Linked DNA regions of Oryctolagus cuniculus: region 1 is linked to region 2. Evidence: chromatin contacts called from public Micro-C data. All regions are on one chromosome and are shown on one strand. Each heading gives the region's core, a stretch centred on a gene start, on an enhancer-like site or on the middle of the called end of the contact. The rest is flanking DNA. Distances are from core to core; before and after follow the strand shown.

Region 1 (4,843 bases), core at 849-3,348, 130 kb before region 2:
CCACAGAGCCCCAGGGCACCTGCAGCAACCGCTAAAAGATTGTTCTAGGACAGTCTTTTCCAAGTTTGCCTGATTTTTAAGAACCGTGGCGGGGATTGGGGGGGGGGGGGGTCCTTGTCCTGGACGTCCTAGTTTGGCTCGTCTGTGCGTGGGCACCTGGACCTCCGCTACTTTCACAAGGCCAGAGGTCGGTGCTGGGGGGTGGGGAGCCGGGCTTCTCCTCGCTGTTGGCCAGGACGTGGCCGAGGCCCTGCCTCTGAGCGAGCCCTGTGACTGCGGTGGGCGGAGCTCGCCCCCAGTGGGAGCGCCTGCTCGCCCTGGCTGAGCCGCGAAGCGGGGGGCCACTAGGCTCGCGTTTTCTCTCTGGCAGTACTCGAGGGCAGCGCCGGGTCGGGTCTGGTCAGCGCCCCTGGCGTTCAGGCCTCCATGCGGTGCGGAGCGGCTGGAGAAGGCTGTGGTGCACTCACAGGGTCCACGGGGTGCCGTCTCCCGCCCCTTCCCGCCGCTCATCCTGGAGAACACCCCTGCAGGAGGTGGCTGCGCCCAGGTGGAGCCCTAGCCCCCTCTCCATACTCCCCTGCACCTCCAGGAAGACCTCCTACCTGCCCTTCGCCTCTCCTCCTCCCCGGGCTCACCTCTCCCTGACACCGGGGCTTTCCCACCTGCTTAAGTGGACCCAGCCCAGATGAGCTCCCCTCCCCACCCCGGGAAGAGGCTGGGCTGCTCCATGGGTCCCAGGCACTGACACAGACATGTGTCCCCAAGTCATGAACCAGTAGAGGTCAGCAGATGGGCCCAGCCCCAGGCCATCTGCAAGGAGGCCACGCCCCACATGTCTCAGCCTACAGGGTCCTTCCTCAGCAACCCCAGGAGCAGCAATAGCGTCTTCCCATCCCAGTGCCCAGTGGGGACCTGCCATGGGCTGCCTCCAGCCGCCCCTCAACACCTGCAAAAAACCGCAGAGCTTCTGGGGGGGCCGCTGCTGCTTCTACTCTTCCTGTGGCACCGATGCGCCTGTAGGCGTCCATGGGGTTGACTCAGCACGGAGACCCCCTGGTCCTCCCTGGGGAGTGCCAGGGCTCCCGGGCCTGGGCCTAGGAGCTGCCTGGCACCCCATCTCCTCTGTTGCAGCCGTGATCCCCCTGACGGATTCCGAGCACAAGCTGCTGCCGCTGCACTTCGCAGTGGACCCGGGGAAGGACTGGGAGTGGGGGAAAGACGACAAGGACAACGCCCGGCTGGCCCAGTAAGACCCCGCCCCCCCTCCTCACCCCATGGGCTGGGCTCCCCCGGGGACAGACGGCAAGCGCATGGGCAGCCCGCTCACTGGGTATGTGTTCTCTCACCAGCCTCATCCTGTCTCTAGAAGCCAAGCTGAGCCTCCTGCACAGCTACATGAATGTGACGTGGATCCGGATCCCCTCTGAGACCCGGGTGAGCCCTGCCAGGCCGCTCGCCTCCAGGGGCGCCTGCAGCCCGGCAGTCCCCACCCCCGTGCCCAGCCTGGAGCGCGAATGCATGCGGGCAGAGCATGCATCTCAGGGAGGGGTGTGTGTGTGTGTGTGTGTGTGCGCGCACACGTGTGCACGTGTCCCCTTATTTTCTGCAGGAGAGGCATAAACACGCCCACTCAGAAAACAAACCGTAGGCAAGTCACAACACAAAGCTATCTCTGCTGGGATCAGAACACAACGTGCAGCCGCAGAGCAGATTAATTACCAGCTGTGTGTGGGTCCTTGGAAAAGCCGAGCAGCGCGCTGGGAGGCAGAGCTGGCTGGGTTGGGGGACGGCAGAAGGGGCTGCCAGGGCTCCAAGAGGCTGACCGATGTTTGTGTAATCTCAGTGGTCCACTCCCAGGGCAAGGGATTTGTAAAAACAGCTTGCAAATAACTGGCCCTGCCCAGACACCAGTGTACTTGGGCGTGAACTGGGGCTCCTAAGGAGGCCTTGCAAGTACCTGGCACGGAGCCAGCACCTGGGTGCTGCTGGGTGGTGCTCAGAGCAGGCTCCACTTCCGCTCTACCTGCACTGTTCACAGGGCTGCCGCAGGCTGCCGCCGCCGCCCCATTTAACAGAGGGCACGAGCCAGTCACCCACCCACAGATGGGATCACCGCCCACAGATGGTGATGAGGCCTAGGCGGTCCCACGCACCCTGCCTTCTGGGTGACTCAGCTCCAAGAGTCAACCCTCTCTTGCACCTGCTTGAGGGTGGGAGGCAATGAGCCTTCTCCCAGGCTCCTCTTCAGCAGCCCTAGAGAGCCAGCTCAGACAGGACCCTTTGCCACGGCACCCATCACCCAGTGATGCTAGTTCAAATCCTCTGCTCCCCTGGGATGGTCTCTCCACGGAGCAGCAGTAGGTGCTACCTGCACCCTCCACAAACCCTCAGATCCTGGTCTGGCCCCCGGCCCCTTCCCTCCGGCCATGCCCTCCTGGCTGCCTGAGCAGGGTCAGGGGGTCTCACCCCCAGTGTCCACCCCCACAGGAGGCCAAGTCTGACAATGGCAGCATCTTTTCTACCCAGACCTACCCCAGAGTCCTTCTCCAACTGCCACCTCACATGGCCACACTCAGAAAGGAACCCCTAAAACAACTTGCCATGGCTGAATCCCAGTGGTGTGTGATCCAAGAAATGGGGTTCTGAGGGCCAGAGTTCTATATCCTCCTGCCCGGCGGGAGGGAGACCATCTTTGTAGGAGAAACCTTTTGTGCAGGTGAGACGCCATCCCCACCTGGAGGCCTTGAACTTTATAAACAGAGGCCAGCAAGGGGAGGGGGAGGCTTCCGTGTGGTCAAGCAGGCATTGTGGCCAGGCGCGGGAATTCTCCAGTGTGCCAGGTTGTGAGGCTCAAAGCCAGGGGCCTTATCTTACCCTACCCGCAGTCCCGACTCAGCGTTCCAGGAGAGGCAGTGAGCCCCGGCCACATGGCCAGATGGCACGCGCAGGTGGGGCGGTTCCCAGAGCCTTCTGCAAACGCCGGCAAACCTGTCTGTCCATTACACCTGCAGGGCAGCCCCCCCACTCCCCATAAGCACCCCGTATACCAGGGGCCTCGCGTCAGCCTCACATAGCACAGGGCAGGCCAGCCGTCCTAACCCTAACTCGCCTTCTCTGCCCGCAGGCGCCCCTGGCGCAGCCAGAGTCCCCGACGGCCTCGGCGGGCGAGGATGTGCAGTCCCTGGCCGACTCGCTGGACTCGGACCGCGACTCGGTGTGCAGCAGCTCCAACAGCAATAACGGCAAGAACGGTAAGGACAAGGACAAGGAGAAGCAGCGCAAGGACAAGGACAAGACGCGCGCGGACTCCGTGGCCAACAAGCTGGGCAGCTTCAGCAAGACGCTGGGCAGCAAACTCAAGAAGAACATGGGCGGCCTGGGCGGCCTGGTGCACGGCAAGATGGGCCGCGCCGGCTCGGCCAACGGCAAGCACGGCGACGCGCCCGAGCGCGCCAAGGAGAAGAAGGCCAAGGCGCGCAAGGGCAGCAAGGAGGAGTCGGGCGCGTCGGCCAGCACGTCGCCGTCCGAGAAGACCACGCCGTCGCCCACCGACAGGCCCGCGGGCGCGTCGCCGGCCGAGAAGGGCGGCGGGCCGCGCGGCGACGCCTGGAAGTACAGCACGGACGTGAAGTTGAGCCTCAACATCCTGCGCGCCGCCATGCAGGGCGAGCGCAAGTTCATCTTCGCCGGCCTGCTGCTCACCAGCCACCGGCACCAGTTCCACGAGGAAATGATCGGCTACTACCTGACCAGCGCGCAGGAGCGCTTCAGCGCCGAGCAGGAGCAGCGGCGCCGCGACGCCGCCACCGCCGCCGCCGCGGCCGCGGCAGCCGCCGCCGCCGCCGCCTCGTCGTCCTCCTGCTCCACAGCCAAGCGGCCACCGCGCAGGCCGGACGCCGAGGGTGCGCCGGGCCCCGAGCGCGCCTCGCCGGGCCCGCCGGCCGGGCAGCCCACGCAGCTGGTGCTCAAGCTCAAGGAGCGCCCGAGCCCCGGGCCTGCGGCGGGCTCCAGGGCGGCGAGGGCGGCAGCGGGCGGCGCGGCCTCCCCGGGCCCCGGCGGCGCGCGACGCGCGGGCGCCAGCGGACCCGCCCCGGGCCGCAGCCCGCCAGCGCCGGCGCGCCAGAGCGTCATCCACGTGCAGGCGGCGGGCGCCCGGGACGAGGCGTGCACGCCGGCCGTGGGCCCGCTGCGGCCTTGCGCCACGTACCCGCAGCAGAACCGCTCGCTGTCGTCGCAGACCTACAGCCCGGCCCGCGCCGCCGCGCTGCGCACGGTCAACACGGTGGAGTCGCTGGCGCGCACCGGGCCCGCGACCCTCCCGGGCGCCGCGGGGCCCGCGAGCGCGGCCGAGCCCAAGTCGCAGACCTACACCAACGGCTTCGGCGCGGCGCGCGACGGCCTGGAGTTCGCCGACGCCGACGCGCCGGCCGCGCGCTCGAACGGTGAGGGCGGCGGCGGGGGTCCCGGGCCGGCGCAGCGGCGCTGTCAGCGCGAGAACTGCGCCTTCTACGGGCGCGCCGAGACCGAGCACTACTGCTCCTACTGCTACCGCGAGGAGCTGCGGCGGCGGCGCGAGGCGCGCGCGGCCCGGCCCTGAGCGCGCGGCGCGCCCGCGCGCGGGTCCCTCTGCGCCCCGCCGGTGGCTCTCTCTCCTACGCGCCCTGGTCCGCCCGGAGGCCGGCGCCGCCTCCGTCAGTGCTGTGTACGTGTTTGGTCAAACGTTCTCATGGTGCCTGAACCTACACTGACGCCACTCAGGTAGTAGACGGATAGGAAACAAGTCATACTGTCGGAAGTGGGTGTGCTGGCGTAGCCTCTGCCTCGTAACCGTGGAAACTCAATA
Region 2 (5,347 bases), core at 19-2,518:
GCGGGGTCCCCGCTCCGGCCCGGATGACGACATCCACCCCCGCGGCCCCGCCCCAGCGCGCCCGGGGAGGGGGCGTGCCCGGCGGGGGCGCGGTCGCCGGGCGGGCGCCGGCTCCGAGGGCCCGGGGCCGCCTCGCGCCGCGCGAGCTCGGGGCGCGGCCCTGGCCGCCCCGGGGGGCGTGGCCCCCAGCCCGCGCGCTCGGGGGGCCCGGGCCGCCCACTGACCTGTGTGAGTTCTCAGGTGCGCCTTGAGGTGCGAGGATTTCCCGTAAACTTTCTCGCAGCCCGCGTAGTGGCACTTGTGCTTCCTCTGCGGGGACTCGAGGTCGGCGCGGCTCCGGCCCCGCCGGCCCCTTTGTCTGAGGCCGGGCTCGCCGCTCCCCGCGGGCGCCGGCTCCCGCTCGGGCTCGCTCCACGCGGGGCTGGGGGGCGCGGCCGCGGCGCCCTCGCCGCCGGGGGAGGCGGGCGGCAGGCGGCACGGGGTCCTCGCCTTTCGGGCCGCGGCCCCCTCTCTGCGCTCCGCCGCGGCGGGTGCCGGCGCCTGCTGGTTGAGGTCCGCTAGGATCCGCGCCACCACGAACAGCGAGGCGCTGTCCTTGCCGTCGCGGCGCTCGTCGGCGCGGGGCATCGCGGGGGCGGCGGCGGCGGCGGCGGCGGCCGCACCCTCGGGCCGGGGCTCCGGCGCCTCCCGCGGCCCGTGCACGACCGCGCGGCTGGACATGGACACGAGGCACTCGGCGGCGAAGTGGTCCACATAAGCGGCGGCTGCCATGCTGCGGGCTCCAGTGCTGGTCGCTGCGAGTCGTCAGCCGCGCATCCGCACCCACGGCCTCCGGAGAGCGGGCGGGGGGCGGGGGCGCGGCGCGCCCTCTCCTCGGCTGGGCTGGGCTAGGCTGGGCGCGCAGCCGCCTCTGTCTGCCGTCACCCGCGCGGCTCCGCGTCCGCCCGGCCGGCCACCGAGGCGTGAGCGCATGGGGGGGCGCGGGCCAGGGGGCTCCGCGCGGCCTCGGGGGCGGCCTGTCCTAAGGATGCCGAGCGGCGACGTCAGGGACGCCCGCGTCAAGCCGCGGCCGCAGCCTCGCCGCGCATTGTGGCAGGCGGGACAGCCGCCGTGCGCGCCGCGGCTCGGTGTGGGCGGCCCGGCCCCGAGGGTGGGCGGGGCCGGGGCCACATCTGGACCCGACGTCAGCCCCCAGCCACATCCTGGCGGCGCAGGTTACGGGCGGCGGCGGCCGCGGGGAGCAGCGCGCGGAGGGGGCGGGGATCCCGGAGCGCGCACCGGCCGCACGGAGCGGTCGCGCGCCCGCCCCTGGGAAGGGGCGTGGCCTGGGGGCAGGCGCGAGTGCCATTGGCCCGTGCGCACTCGGCCCGGCCAATCCGGGCCGCCGGAGGGGCGTCCCCCGCCGCGGGGCCTGCGCGCCCCCAGTGGGCGTGCCCCCTCGTTGGAACGGGGGCGGCGGCGAGCCGGCGCGGGGCGCGCTGACGCACGACGTCCCAGGGCGGCGGGCCGGGTGCACCCGCTCGGGGCCGCTCCCCGGCTCGGGGACTCCGGCAGGCGCGTCCCAGCCTGAGCTTTTGTGCGTCGACAGCCTCGCTTGAGCCCCGCGTGGCTGGCTAGCGCTCTGAAGGGCGCCCTTTTGTCTGTCCAGCCCCGCCGGCGAGGGGGCGGCTCGCCTCTGGCAGCGGCGCGAACTCCGCTCGCCCCTCCACGCCCTCTCCCAGCTGAGCCCCGGCTTCGGGGCGACCCTGGGCCTGCGGGAGTGGACGGCGTGCCGGGGCGGCGGGGACCGCGGAGCCCTCTCCTCCCCGCCCCCGCCCCCGCCCCCGCCCCCGGCCCGCTGCCAACTTCCCTGGGCTGCCCCTTCCCGCCGCGGTCGGGGCGGCTTCAGACGCCACCAGCTGCGAGGACCCCGCCCGCCGCGCCGCACCGCACCCGCCCACTGTCTGGGCCTCGCTGGGCAGCGCCCCGCCCGCGGCCTCCCGGGCTGGGCAGGGCCGGGCCGACTCGCCCCTGACGCTCGCCGGCGCCCCCCGCTCGCCTTCACCGGAGAGAACCCGGTTCCCACCGCCTCGGAGCCGCTTGTGCCTGCCTCCCCGTGCGCTCCGGAGCAGCCCGGGCTCCTTGCGCGTGTGGCACTTTTTGGCGAGTCCTTCCTGGAGCCCTGGGGGACGGGGCCATGCGAGGCAGTGGGCAGGGGCGCACTCGTCCTGTCCCCAAAGCGACGGTCGAGTCCGAGCTCCCTCCGAGTTAATTAGAGTCCCGAGTAGGAAAGACTAAGCTCTCCAGGTAGCTGAGGAGGAAGGCAGCCATTCAGCGATGCATGATGCCGTCAACTGTGAACTTGCGCCGACTAATGCGCGCCTTGGCGATCTGTGACCGGAACCCTCAAATTCCCTCGGCCGCACCGGGTCGCTGCCCTGTGCTGTTACGGCCCCTCATCCTCTCCTGCCCGCTGCAGCCGGCACACGCGAGAGCGGGTCTCCCAAGAGAGTGCATTGTTCAGGCTGGTAGGGCCAGATTAAAGCAGACGCGCGGGGGCAGGGGTCTCCCCATTGCCACGCCCCATGCAAGGGTTCTCCATGAGTGTGGCCTCCCAGATGGTTTCGGCTGTGCGGCGTGGCACGCTTAGATACAAAACACAGCCTCTTGGCTGTTTTCCCAATAATCCCCCCTCATTGAGCATTTGATAATTCTCATGGAATTTGCTGACTGGGGCATCAGACCAGCAACCTGTGTCCCAAACCCACAAGGAGGTATCTTCTCGAGTTCTCTTGCCCCGAGATCTCACCATGGCTGTGGGTGTATATGTTTCTCACTTAGGCGAAATTTAACAGAGGTGACTCGTGTATATTAGGGTGCGAGTAGTATCTCATTTCAGATGGAGGAAATGGAATTAAAGAGTAGGGAAAGCAGGCAAGAACAGTTGGGCCAGGATGTGTGTGGGGAATGAAGAGACAGGAGCTGTGACTTCTGGGTGAAGGTGATAGAAGGGATACTAGATGTTCATTTAACTTCCCCCTGGATCCTCCAGAGAGTATTTGCAAAGGCCAGCAGCCGCAAGGGCGGGGAGAGCGCGAGGAAGTTCCCAGCAATACTTTATGAACCTGAGATGCGTAGCCGAGTTGAGAAAATGTGATAGTTCGCTAGAAGGTTCATGAACGGACGGGTAGCCCTGGGAGCCACTGCACGTGGGAGTGACGCAGTGCTGAGGTCAGAGGGCTGGCTAAAGTCTGCTTGGGGAGCCCAGGTCCCTGACAGTGCCTTCCCCACCCTAACAAAAGGCTGGATGTTATCTGAAGAAGCTACAGGGTGGTGTCCTGGGACTGTTACGGGCGGAGGTCCCACATCCATGGAATCCCAGGCCAAGGGGAAACATGTGCGTTTGTCCAGCCAGCCACCCAGCAGGGAAGGCCATGGTCATGGTTATGCTGCCACTCATATGCACAGAACTTTAACCACTTTAACCGGTCTCAGTCCCTCCCAGACAAACATGAGCAGGCAGCCAGGGCTGACCTGGCAACTCAGGAAAGCCTGCGTCATGAAATACAAGGCCACGGTAGATTTTTAAAAAGCAAGTTGGAGGAAACAGACTATGCAGAGAGCAGTAAATGTCAAGCCATCGATAATGTCATCAGAGAAATGTGAAAAAGATATCAGGGCCCAGAAAGTTACCTAATTTAGAGGAAGTTAAATAAAAAGTTCTTGGAGATTTAAAATAAGGTAGCAGAAGCGTGAACGTTTGGCACAGAAGTTGTGACACCACTTGGGATGCCCACATCCCATATCTGAGTGCCTGGGTTCAAGTCCCAGGTCTGCTCGCAATTCTAGCTTTGCACTACTGTACACCTTGGGAAGCAGCAGGCGATGGCTCAAGTAGTTGGGTTGCTGAAACCCAGACGGGAGATCCAGATGGAGGCTCCTGGCTTCAGCCTGGTCTAGCCCTGGCTGTCTCAGGCATGTAAGAGTAAACCAGCAAATGGGAGCACTCTTTCAAAGAAAATTTTTAAATATTTTTTAATTGTTCAAAAATTATCAAAAGAAAAAAGTAGTAGAAATGTAAAAAAAAAAAACTTTCAATAGATGGAAGAGAAAACTGAGAAAACCTTCATGAAAATAGAAGAAAACAACCACCTATGAAATGGGAAATAAAGTTAAAAAAATTAAATAAGAGGACCAACCAGAAAGCCCACTGATGAAATAGCTAGTCCAACAGAGTGGACAGAAAATACAGGGGAGAAGATAATCAATGAATTAGTGCAGTAAAAATCTTCATGCAAAATGAAATGTGTTGAAAGGGCCCTCAGAGAGCCCAGCTGCAAGGCTAGAGTGCTAGAGACAGAAATGGCCGCTAGAAGTGCATCACATGCAGACAGGTTGGAATCAGGATGGCCATGTGCTTCTCCCCAGCAACGACAGTTGGAAGGGAACAAGGCCTTGGGAAATCGAAAGGAAGAACGCCCTCTAACCTCCGCCCAGTCAGGCTGCAGACCAAGGATTTTTAGATGCACAAGGCCTCCAAACATTTCCCTTCCCTGCATCCTTGACCGAAAGGAAGAGGTGAACCAAGAAAGAGGGAGGCACGTGACCCAGGAAGTAGGGCGCGCAGCCCAGGGCACAGGACGTCCCAGGGCTGCAGTGCCAGGCGCGGAGGGTCGACAGCTCATGGACACTTCCTCAGGAAGTGGAGTGGAGACCCTCCCAGTCCCAGGAGAGGCTGGCCCACTCGGTGGGTGGCCTGTGTCTGCCCAGAAGCACCTGAGGAGCCCAGGCTGATGGAGCAGCCACATTGAGCAAGGGGGGGCCACAGGGCAGGGAGAAGGGGAGAGCATCAACCCACAGGTGTGACCACCGTTCTTTCCCACACACAAAGCACATCTTCCTGGCCCAAGTCTTTGGGCCTCTGCACCTGCGTGGGAGACCCAGAAGAAGCTCCTGGCTCCTGGGTTCAGATCAGCACAGCTCTGGCCGTTGCGGCCAATTGGGGAGTGAACCGTTGGATGGAAGACGTCTCTCTCTCTCTCTCTCTCTCTCTCTCTCTCTCTCTCTCTCTCTTTCTCTCTGCCTCTTCTCTCTGTGTAACTCTGACTTTCAAATAAATAAATAAATCTTTAAAACACACACACACATTTTCCCCCTACCCAAGTGGGCCTGACCCAATCTCACCTGCCTTTCAACTCTGGGTCTAGAGGCCCAAGAATTCAGGGCAAAGGACATTCTGTGGAAACATCTGTGGGAGGATCTGTGGTTTTTTCTTGTGGCTCAAGGGCCCCCACCCACTCCCCGAGGGCTCCCTGTGCTGGTGGCTTGGTCCCTAATGTGGCGATATGAAGAGGTGGTAGGACCTTTA

The links. A called contact is a pair of places that touch in the nucleus more often than the background predicts.
Region 1: a Micro-C map of ear pinna shows a contact between it and region 2, with 4 times the contacts expected there. The contact joins the enhancer-like site here to the promoter of KLF13 in region 2. A contact is called at or near these places in 2 of 6 Hi-C or Micro-C datasets (ear pinna and an unstated tissue).

Annotation. Positions count from the first base shown.
Region 1 is chr12:12,454,811-12,459,653 of mOryCun1.1, reverse strand. OTUD7A (OTU deubiquitinase 7A) reads left to right here. Exons shown (of 10, transcript XM_070053542.1): 8 at 1,132-1,246; 9 at 1,350-1,434; 10 at 3,125-4,843. The coding sequence ends at 4,597. Among named protein-coding and RNA genes, the nearest start is that of KLF13, 130 kb to the right of the region's middle. Within about 2 kb of position 2,098, at least 2 of the 8 cell types and tissues checked have an H3K27ac peak or open chromatin away from gene starts, as enhancers often do. A contact at or near this core is called in ear pinna, where this site is marked.
Region 2 is chr12:12,327,812-12,333,158 of mOryCun1.1, reverse strand. It overlaps KLF13 (KLF transcription factor 13), which reads right to left and starts at 1,268. Exons shown (of 2, transcript XM_051822252.2): 1 at 225-1,268. The coding sequence starts at 771.